Linked DNA regions of Rattus norvegicus: region 1 is linked to region 2. Evidence: chromatin contacts called from public Hi-C data. All regions are on one chromosome and are shown on one strand. The core of a region is the stretch at or near the end of the contact, and the rest is flanking DNA. Distances in the headings are between cores, read along the strand shown. Region 1 holds the start of Bcl2l14 (Bcl2-like 14). Region 2 holds the start of Smim10l1 (small integral membrane protein 10 like 1).

Region 1 (4,973 bases), core at 119-2,618, 880 kb after region 2:
CTATCTAGTCTAAGATTAGACTCTATATCTGTGAAAGATTGTCTAGTCTAAGGTCAGACTCTGTGTCTATGAGGCATTGTTAGTCTAAGGTTAGACTCTGTATGTCTGGGAGACATCTTCTATATTACATCAATTGATTTGGAAATTGATAATTTTTTAATTGTGGACAGGACAAATAGTGGACTGCATAAGATGGACAAGTGAACAGAGTCCTGGCATACAGGTATTCATTTCTCTCTATTTTCTGATTATAGATTTAATATGAGCACCTGCTTCAAGTGCCCATTGTTTTGACTTCCAATCACATGGACGAAGAAAGGAAGCCAGTACAGAACATGCAGAGGAAAGGTAACGGCACAGAAGAGAAAGTCATCAAGATGGATAGGAATCAGCACTGCGAATGGCAAAGGCCAGCAAAATGGGAGAGAAATCCAATAGAAGAATTCAAATGTTGTAAAAAAACAAAGATGCTGGGAACAAAAGGTGAAATTAATAAAATAAAAGTCATAATGGTCGCCATCGTCACTAGAGTTGGCAGAGAAAAAGAGTGACAAACAGGGAGGAAGAACATGGTGGAGATAGATTGCCCTCAAAGATGGATAAAGAAAACGGTAAATAAAGGAGCATTGGCTACAGCATCTCAGAACGCTGAGGTGCAATCAAGATCAGTCTTAAGAACAGAATCCACAGGCTTTAAAAAAGGAGCTGAGACATTGATAAATCAGTACCATAGAGTGTCTACTAAATGAAATCAGAACAGAAAGTCCTTATTCTCTGCATCTTGACCATTGTGGGTTTCTATGTTAGCCATCGTCTATGGCAAAAGAAGCTTCTTTGATGAGGGTCGCTGACACCGACTTATGGGTATGACAATAAATCTTTAGGAGAGTGTTTTATGCTGTGTCTATTTAGGGAAGTAACTGTAATAGGTTCACTCCTACGGCTATGACCTCTAGCTACAGGTTCCTAGCCCTATAACTGTCCCAGGTATGGATTTCAACTTATGAATTAGGCCTTAAATCCAATCAGAAAGCGGTGGGTTATTCCTATGACATTCAAATCACTGAGGGTAGTTTTGACTGCCCTATCTGAAATGGGTGTCCAGTTCCCAGTTCTCTGTATTGACAAGAGAAACATAATGACTTGTCACTGTCTGGTGTATTGTAGCCCCCCAAAAAGGACTGTAGTGTGTTTTAAATGTAATACAGGGGAGGGGTGCTCAGATTCCCTGCAGACATTCAAAAGAATCCAAGTATTCCAATGCAGAACCCAGGAAATATTTTCCCATGGAAACACTGTGTTCTACCAAACTGTTAGTCTTTAAGATTCTAAGGGTTCCACACTTTAGCTTAACCCTACTAGTTAAATGGCCTCTTCTGGCCTAACCTAGCAAAACTAACCACCATGAAGAACATCAGCAGGAGGGGAAAATGTGAGTTCTAAACAAGTCACTTAGAATGTGGTTTTAGAATGCAATCTACTCTTAAACTTGGTGTTTTCCTAGACGTTTGTGCTGTCAGGGACAATGGAAAATTTACCAGGTTTTCTGAGCAGAACCCTCAGGAAAGAGACCAGGATGGTCAAGACACCAAGGCCAAGGGTGGGAAGAAGGGGATGCCTAAAGAGAGCTAATAATGTAGACTTGAGGTGAGAAGCCCTCTAGGGGGCCATCATTCATACCCTAGTATGGGGATGGTGACTGAGAGGAGCCTTCGAAAGAGCTTCAGACCAAGGAAATACCTTGTCCTAAAAGGAATGCCAAAGGGCTGAAAAAAATAACTTTTTAACCAGAAACTTAAGAGCAGGCCCTGTGTCTGCACAGTGGTTTTAATCATGGCTTTAACCAAATGTTGAGCAAAACTGTTCAGGGAGAAAGAATGCATCTGTGCTGGAAATGTAGAGAAGTTTCTGCCTAACATTTCCAAAATGTACTAGTTGCTTTTTGGTCACTCTGACAGGATGCTCGAAGCAATGAGTGAAGAAAGATTTGTCTCCACTTATAGTTTCCAAGGTTTTAGGCTAGTGTCACTTGGCTTAGCACTCCTAGGCCAGTAGTAAGATACAGTATTAAGGCCAGGAGAGTGTGTGACAAAGGAAGTTCACCTCATAGCAGACAGGAAGTAGAGAAAAGGAAACACTAAGGAATTTCTCAAGCATCCACCTCCAGTGATTTTCCTTCAGATCGCCTGAGTGCCTCCACATGAGCCTTTCGTGGGGGACCTTCATATCCAAATAGCAACACTAAACAATACAGTATAACAACTATTTGCACACCATGTACACTGTATTCAGTGTTATCAGTGGTTTAAGAATAATTTAGTACATGGGAGGCCATGGATCTGTCATTTGCAAATACTTGAACATCTGAGGATTCAGTTATCCAGCAGGGCCCAGAGCCAGTTCCCTGCAGGAGCGGATGGACAGCTGTCCACCTGGGATGCAAGGAGTAAAAGAGGAGGTGGAGCTGAAATTTGTAAATGCAATGGAATTACAGGGTGGAAAGCACAAAGACCAAGTGAGGCCTCAAAAAGAGAGGCCTAGGACTTGTCCTGTGGAAGTGTCCATTATGAGTTCTGAGCAGCATGACGAACCAAAGGTAAGTTGAGAGGTTTTCGTGAGATGTCCCAGATACTTCTAGATGAAACTTATGACTTTGGGGTATATGATGGTTTGAATAAGGATGACTCCCACAGACTCATATTTGAATACTTGGTCCCCAGTTGATGGGACTGTTTGAGAAGGATTAGGAGGCGTGGCCTTGTTGGAGAAGGTGTGGAGGGAGCAAGCTCTGTGGTTCCAAATGCCCAAACCATTCCCAGTTAGCTCTGATCGCTCTCTCTGCCTTGTGATTGTGTCTCAAGATGTAAACTCTCACTACCGCCCCAATGCCATGCCTGCCTGCCTGTTGCCATGCTCCCTGCCACAAGGGTCATGTCCTCTAACTCTCTGGAACTGTGGCCCCCATATATACTTTTTATTTCGTACGTTGCCCTCATCACAGTGTCTCATCACAGCAGTAAAAAGTGACTAAGACAGAGTGTGAAATTCAACATGAAGTTGCTTTTGTCAGCTCACCAAGAAGCAGTGAGCAGGAAAGGTTGGGGAAGGGCAGGGGCAAGGCATGACATAGAAGCCAAGGGGAGGGGAGCTGGCTTTCAGGGAGCAGTCTATGCACTCTGGAGTAGTGGGGGAATGAGACCACCTGGGCAGGGCTGTCCCTTCTCAGCCTCACTTGGGTTGACACCCAGCCATCCCATTCTTCTCCCGTGACTATGACCACATGTAATCACTAAAAGGTCACCAGAATCTTTCATGATGCTGGAAACCCAGCTCATAAACAAGGAGTCTCAAGGACGTGTCCTGGCTCCCTCCACTCAGTCCTGATGGTGGTCATCATGCCTTCTTCCCCTGTTCACAAAGAGCTGCGCTCATTAAATGGCTATCACCGTGAGGAGTTCCAGAGAGCAGAATGACCTAACTCTGGTTCTTCATCCAGGAAACTCATTTCCCCTAAAGCTCTCTTCTGACAGAACCGTAAGAAGCAGCATGTTCTTTTCATGACGGCCTGTGTGGACAAAGGTGTGTGCTGAGAGGAATCCTGAGGCGAGTTACGTCTCCTTGCTCTTTAGGCAAACAGGATGAAGACAGAGACTGAGTCGGTGGACTCTGAGGCTGAAGGCCAGTAAGGACTGAAAGATGTGTTGCAAACCTATTGTGGGACAGCGTGTGGAAGAGTGACCAGTCTTCCTTGAAGAGCCTGTTAACGCTTCTGAAGGAGGTGAGAGGCAAAGACTTTCCCAGAAGTTGAGAGAGACACAGGTCCTGAGAGAAAAAGGGATGAGGATCTGCGCTTGCTTCTTCCCTCCCTCTTTTTTCTGTTTTCTGTTTTGTTTTATTGTTTTGATGTTTGTTTGGGGAGTTGTTACGTTTCGGTTTGGTTTTGGTTTGGGTTATGGTCTTGTCTTGTTTTCAGTTCCAGGGCCTTATAGGTGTTGGACAAACTCTCTCACTGAGCTGTGTCTCCAGTCCCAGATCTTTTTTTAAAGGAGGATTTTACTCACTAGCTTTGAAATAATACAGAAGCTCAAGCTAGAATTGAATGTAAGCATCTTGAGTAGCTAGGATTCAGACCTGTGAGAGGCCCAGCGTCAGTTCTTGTGGGTTTTCCACTGACAAGTAACGATTGTGTGTATCTGAGGCTGCACTGCAATGTTTTATTGTTGCTTCCATTTTTTGAGACAGGGTCTTGTTATTTGGCCCAGGCTGGCCTTGAACCTATGATCCTCCTGCTTCTGCTCCTAAGCTCTGGGATTATTGACATGCATTGTCACGCCAGGCCAAGGTAATTTTTTGATACATATTTGTAATGTATATTGAGTATATCAGGTTGATTAACAAGTTAATCACCTCTTTTTTTATTTTGTGTAGTAAAAACACTCAACATCCATGCCATCATCTGTTTTGAAATGTACAATGAATTATTTATTGCAATGAGTCACCAATCTGTACAGTCGTCGCTTTCGTACTGAACAGTTGTGCCTTTAACCCAGTGTCCCCTTCCCCCAGCTACTGTCTAGCCACCAGTCAACTCCAAGCCTATGGGAAGTGGCTTGGGTAGCATTTCTTTCCCCCATGCTGGCTGAGTTCACTTAACACCGTTGCACACCAGGCTCATCTGCGCTATCACCGTTTACGGGATTTCCCGTTTTGAGACTGCACGCTGGATGTGTATCAGAGGTTCTCTGTCCATTCAGCTGAGATGGATAATTGGCGTGATCCGTACTTCCTGGCTTCTGTGGGATGTTTGGAAATGAGCACGAGCGCAGTACGTCTTGTGCGAAGCCGGCCATAGCAAGGAGTGTTTGGACAGAGCTAGTGAAGCTACCAAGGGAGATCACGGAGCCGCACTCTCCCTGTGACTCTGACGCAGCACGGATCACCATCCAGAAAGTCTCTCTGTGCCCCTGACGATC
Region 2 (5,686 bases), core at 2,427-4,926:
AGGCTGTTAATCTCCAGAACCTTGATTATTAAAGTATATTGGGTTTTGTTTAAGGACTTTCCACAGGTAATGGATGATGTTTTGATTGGCTTTATATCCACTGATATTATTTATTATACTTACTTATCAACATAAGCCATCTCTACATTTCCAGGATAAACTCAATTTGGTAGTGGTGGGTGATCTTTTTGCCATATCAAATCCCATTTGCAAATATTTTAGCCCCTATGTTTATCACAGTTATTGGTCATTCATTTTATTTGATATGTTTTTATCTGGTTTGGTATTTGAGCAATACTGACTTGTTACATACAAGTTTGAAATTCTTCCTTCTGTTTCTTTTTTCTCCCCCACCCTTTTTTTGTTCATTTTTAAAAACAATTCAAGAGATGTTCGTTGTAATACCTCTTTGAATATCCAGTTCAATTTTGTTATAGTTTAATTCCAATGCATCTTTTCCTTTTTTATTTTTCTTTTCCTTTATTGGATATTTTCATTATTTACATTTCGAATGTTATCCCCTTTCCTGGTTCCCCCTCTGAAAATTCCCCATGCCATCACCCCACCACCTGCCTCCATGAGAGTGCTCCACCATCCACCCACCCATTCCCTCCTACCTTCCTGCCCTGGCATTCCCTTACACTGGAACATTGAGCCTTCACAGGACCAAAGGCCTCTCCTCCCATTGACAGAGCCTATCCTCTGCTACATATGCTGCTGGAGCCATGGGTCCCTCCATGTGTATTCTTTGGTTGGGGGTTTCGTCCCTGGGAGTTGAGGGGTGTCTGGTGGGTTGATATTGTTGTTCTTCCTCTGGGGTTGCAAACCCCTCGATTACCTCAGTCTTTTCTTTAACTCCTACATTGGGGACCCTATTCTCAATCTAATAGTTGGCTGCAAGCATCTGCTTCTATTTGTCAGGCTCTGGTGGAACCTCTCAGGAGACAGCTATATCAGGCTCCTGTCAACATGCACCTCTTGGCATCTGCAGTAGTGACTGTATGTGGGATAGTTCCGATGTGTGGCAGTTTCTGGATGGCCTTTTCTTCAGTCTCTGCTCCACACTTTGTCTCTGTATTTCCGTCTGTATTTTGTTCCCCTTCTAAAAAGTACTGAAGCATCCACACTTTGATCTTTCTTCTTCTTGAGCTTCATGTGGTCTGTAAATTGTATCTTGAGCATTCTGAGTTTGTTGGTGGGATTGCAAGCTGGTACAAGAACTCTGGAAATCAGTCTGGCAGTTCCTCAGAAAATTGGACATAGTACTCCCTGAGGACCCAGCTCTACCATTCCTGGGCATATACTCAAAAGATGCTCCAACATATAACAAGGACACATGCTCCACTGTGTCCATAGCAGCCTTATTTATTACAGCAAGAAGCTGGGAAGAGCCCAGATGTCCTTCGAGGAATGGATACAGAAAATGTGGTACATTTACACAATGGAATACTACTCAGCTATTAAAAGCAATGACTTCATGAAATTCATAGGTAAATGGATGAAACTAGAAAATATTATGTTGAGTGAGGTAACCCAATCACAAAAGAATACACATGATATGTACTCACTGATAAGTGGATATTAGTAAAATATCTTGGAATACTCAGGATACAATTTACAGTTCAATTTTTATCTGAAACCATCTGGATTGGGCATGTTTTAGTCAGAAAATTATTGGTTCAATCTCCTTGTTCATTATTAGCCTATTTATACTGATGGCTTTTTCTTGATTCAACTTGTTATATAAATCTAGAAATTCTTTAATTTCTTTTAGATTTCTAACTCAGTGGAGTTTAGGCATTTAAAATATTCTCTTATGTTGTCATTTTCTTTGATGTCTATTGTAATTTTTCTTTTCTCAGTGAGTTTATTAATTTCCCCCTCCCCATTAGCTGTGCTAAAAGTCAAGATATTGCTAAGCAGTGCCAGGTCTTAAGAATTCTTGACTTTTTGTCTTGCATTTCCCCATACGGTTCCGTGGTGAGGCTGTGGTGTAACTGATGATCTGTCTGCACGTAAGGGCGTTTGCACTGTTTGTTTGTCAGTTAGTGTGTGGACTACTATAAGCAGTCTTCTGAATGTTGTTTGATACTTTCTCATTAAGTATCCTCTCAGGAAAATAATTCCCAAGGCATCGAATTTGGTATTGAATTTTTCCTCCCAGGCAATGAAAGACTCAACATTTTTAGTTTTATTTTTAAAAAACACCTGCTAAGAGATGTGAAATAGTCTTTTCAGTTCAAGGGACAGAAGTAAACCACAACCCTCTAAAATATCAGATTCCAAACACTCTTGAGCATTAAGCAGGATTGAGAGCTTTTTAAAGAATCATTAGCATGTCCTACAGGAATAAGTCTTCATTGTGGCCACTTACCTAGTGCATGGCTGCTATATTCTCCACTCTCCAAAAGTAAAAGACAGCTATTTTCATGGAGTTAACAAGGGCAAGAGCCAGGGCAGGCTAGGGATGGGTCAGGTGATGTAAGTATGTGAATGAGGGAATACTTCTGTCATTAGAAAGTGGAAGATCCAGGCTCGGACTGACTTAAGTCAATGTTTATAGCTTCATGGATTCTGATTTCAGAATAAACTACACCTGTGTACTAAAAGCATGTACATTCTGAGTTGGTCATTCATCCTTAACTACTCTTTATTCTCTAGTCCTTAGTTTGGGGACCAGTTTCTCTACTGGTTTAGCATTGATACAATAGCAGAAAAGAAGCATAAATGAGACCCCTCTTTAAGTTTTCCAGCTCTCACAAAATCATGTTATTTGCACCAGACCTATAGGTAGTTTACTGAGAAACAGAAGTGCTCTGTGTATAGACAGATGACAGGACTACTCCATGGTATAGGAAGATTTTTATTTTAGATGTAAGGGAATAGCCAGGGTGAACTGGAAGTGTCAAGACAAGAGAAAAAGTAGATTGCACACGGCAGCAGACTGGATACAGCCAGGACTGTCTGTCAGAGAGAAGAATATCAAGGATAGAGAATAGAGAAGGCATAGTGCGAATAATGGTGGTTACAAAAGAGTAGCTGGACTGAGGGAGGGCCAGCAGAAATGGGCATCGGGTCTTGGAAATGCATAACTGAGTGAGGACTGAAGAAACGTTGAGGCAAGGACCTTGATAGACTAGATAGCGCCCAAAGACATATATTAACAGAGAATGACAAGTCTCTTTTGCCAGAGGTAAGAGAAATAAATGTTCCCTTTGGCAGGTAGGAAAACACTTCACAAGTTCCTGAAAAGAGCCTGCCTTTTATCTAACCAGAAATCCTCCTGCAGTCCAAGGAGTTAGCTCGTTTTTGCATAGACTGTCCTTCGATGTTTTGGAAATTGGAGTGTCCTTTTGAGCTGACACTCTCAGAGCACGGGGATGCTTGGGATATATAACGCATATATGCAAGTTAAGTCAGATCTGGAAAATTTTAATAACGACGTTTAGAAGTATACTATATTCTGAAAGTTATGCTCAGAAATTAATGCATATCCATAGTACATAAATGAGGCTAAACTGGGGCATTAGTGAAACAAATAAAGTTAATGGAAGTGCATTACATAAATGCCAGAAATAAAGTTTGAATAATGAATACTTGTATTTCTATAGTATACTAAGAATATGAAAATAAATAATATTCTGGTCTTTCGAGTCTAACTTAGGTTTTTCACTAGTGCAAAAAGCTGGATTCCATACCTAATCTGAACTTTTTATGGGTTTATATTAATTGGAAACACAACCATATATACATGTGCTAACACACATCCTATACAATGGGATAGGGACTTATGTCAGGGAAACCGGGAAACGGAGTAACATTTGAAATGTAAATAAAGAGATATCCAATAAAAGGAAAAAAAAAAGATCGTGTATATTTGCTTAATTTATCACTTGCAACCTACATAGTCCTAATATACAGGTGGATCCCTAACCTAATATGATGACTTTTCACTTACGGTGTTACAAATGCAGACCCTAAGCCTATATACGTTTATGTAAGGTGACTGATCACCTTGTCAGTGTTTCAGTAAATGTTATGGGATTAAATAGCAGACACTCTTATTTTCATCTACCTTTGATCTTTGCAAAATGTGTACTAAATGTTGGTTAAGTTACATCAGCTCACTGAGCTCTGCCCTTTAAAGGGACAGCGGATCTCTGTGCTGCTGTCCCTAGCAGTTACATAATTGCCTGCAGCCAACCTTCCCCAGGAAGCTGACAGGAAGAGGCGGAGCCCACGCCGCCCAGCGCCACCAGGGAGGGAGCGGCGGCCGCTGCCGGTGAAGGCTAAAGCGGTGGCCGCTTCATCCCGGCCACTGCTCGGTCTGGCTCGGGACTGCGCGGATCTTCGGGGACCCTCGGCCTGGTCTGACAACGCCATGACCCCCGCCGAGGCCCCGTCCGCCCTGGCGCTCAGGGTTGTGGGCCCTGCGGCCGCCACCCCGTACGGTGTCTTCTGCAAGGGGCTCTCCCGCACCCTGCTCGCCTTCTTCGAGCTGGCCTGGCAGCTGCGAATGAACTTCCCGTACTTCTACATCGCGGGCTCAGTGATCCTCAACATCCGCTTGCAGGTACACATTTAGAGCCCTGTCTGCGTTGCGCGCCACCCGGGACCGCAAGATGGCCGCTTCCCAGACCGCTCCGCGGCATCTTCAAGATGCGCGAGAAGAACGTGCAATCTCGCGAGATCAGGCTCGCTCGCGGGCAGTCTGCTCGCAGCCTACCCTTCCTAGGAGTTGGAGGAGGGAAAGCTAGCTGATTCGATTAAGAGCAAAAAATTGTTCCAGCAGCAGAGCAGCTGTCCAAGGAAGTATCCAAAGGAACTGCACCTCAGTAAACTCCTGGCAAGTCTTAGGATATGACAAAGGGCACAGGATGCATTATGAGAAAGGAAGGCTAAGGTTTTCAAGAACACAGATTTACATCAAACTTGCGTTCTGAATTAATCTTTGAGAATACTGGACTGTGAGCTAGACATTGAGTAAGAGGTTTGTTATATCAAGAATGTGATCTAAAAAAAACATTCATCTCTTCCTCCCACAAGAGGATATTTTGAAACTGTGGGTCAAAGTCAGACTACAGGAGAGCCCTCAAATATGCCAAATGTGACAGACAGCAGGATTTTGAAAATATAGTGGGAGTATGTGAAGATGTTCCAGTCAAAGAGACATTGTTTCCAAAGGAAAGAAAGTCCAGTCGCCTCACAGGAATTGTGTATTCCCTGGTAGTAATGCAAATGGACCACATATGGCTTTCTTCTTTAAAGAGAATACCTAATTTTAGCTACAGAGTAAAATGCTGATGTTACAAACCGTGACAAGTGGAGGGACAAGAAAGTAAATGGACTGATGGTGCCATTGTGGACTGGGAGGGTAAAAGCTGTACATTTGTGAACAAAAAGATTTCCTTGTTATGGTCAGCCATGATTCTAACTGCTAAATGGAGGCAGTAACAACATGACCTAAAGAGTAAACATCCAGAGATGGAATGTTCTCAATGTCTGAAAAGGAGCAGATATCTGGTGTATGTGAATGTATGCTAGAGATTTTTTACAAGCCTGTGGTGAATTAGTAATTGTATTTTATTTTGAAAGTTAAACAGGTAATTAGAAACCCCAAGAAAAATAAAATAATAAAACATTATGCTGCCCTACCTCATGTGAATAATACTGTACCTGTAATATA

The links. A called contact is a pair of places that touch in the nucleus more often than the background predicts.
Region 1: a Hi-C map of the A7r5 cell line shows a contact between it and region 2, with 7 times the contacts expected there. The contact joins the promoter of Bcl2l14 here to the promoter of Smim10l1 in region 2. A contact is called at or near these places in 4 of 12 Hi-C or Micro-C datasets (the A7r5 cell line, Schwann cells, hepatocytes and 1 more).

What each region holds. Positions count from the first base shown.
Region 1 is chr4:168,947,612-168,952,584 of GRCr8, forward strand. Bcl2l14 (Bcl2-like 14) reads left to right here and starts at 1,369. Exons shown (of 7, transcript NM_001024338.1): 1 at 1,369-1,432; 2 at 3,630-3,778.
Region 2 is chr4:168,069,424-168,075,109 of GRCr8, forward strand. Smim10l1 (small integral membrane protein 10 like 1) reads left to right here and starts at 3,677. Exons shown (of 3, transcript XM_017593058.3): 1 at 3,677-4,573. The coding sequence starts at 4,382. It also overlaps a transcript of Tas2r103 not described here.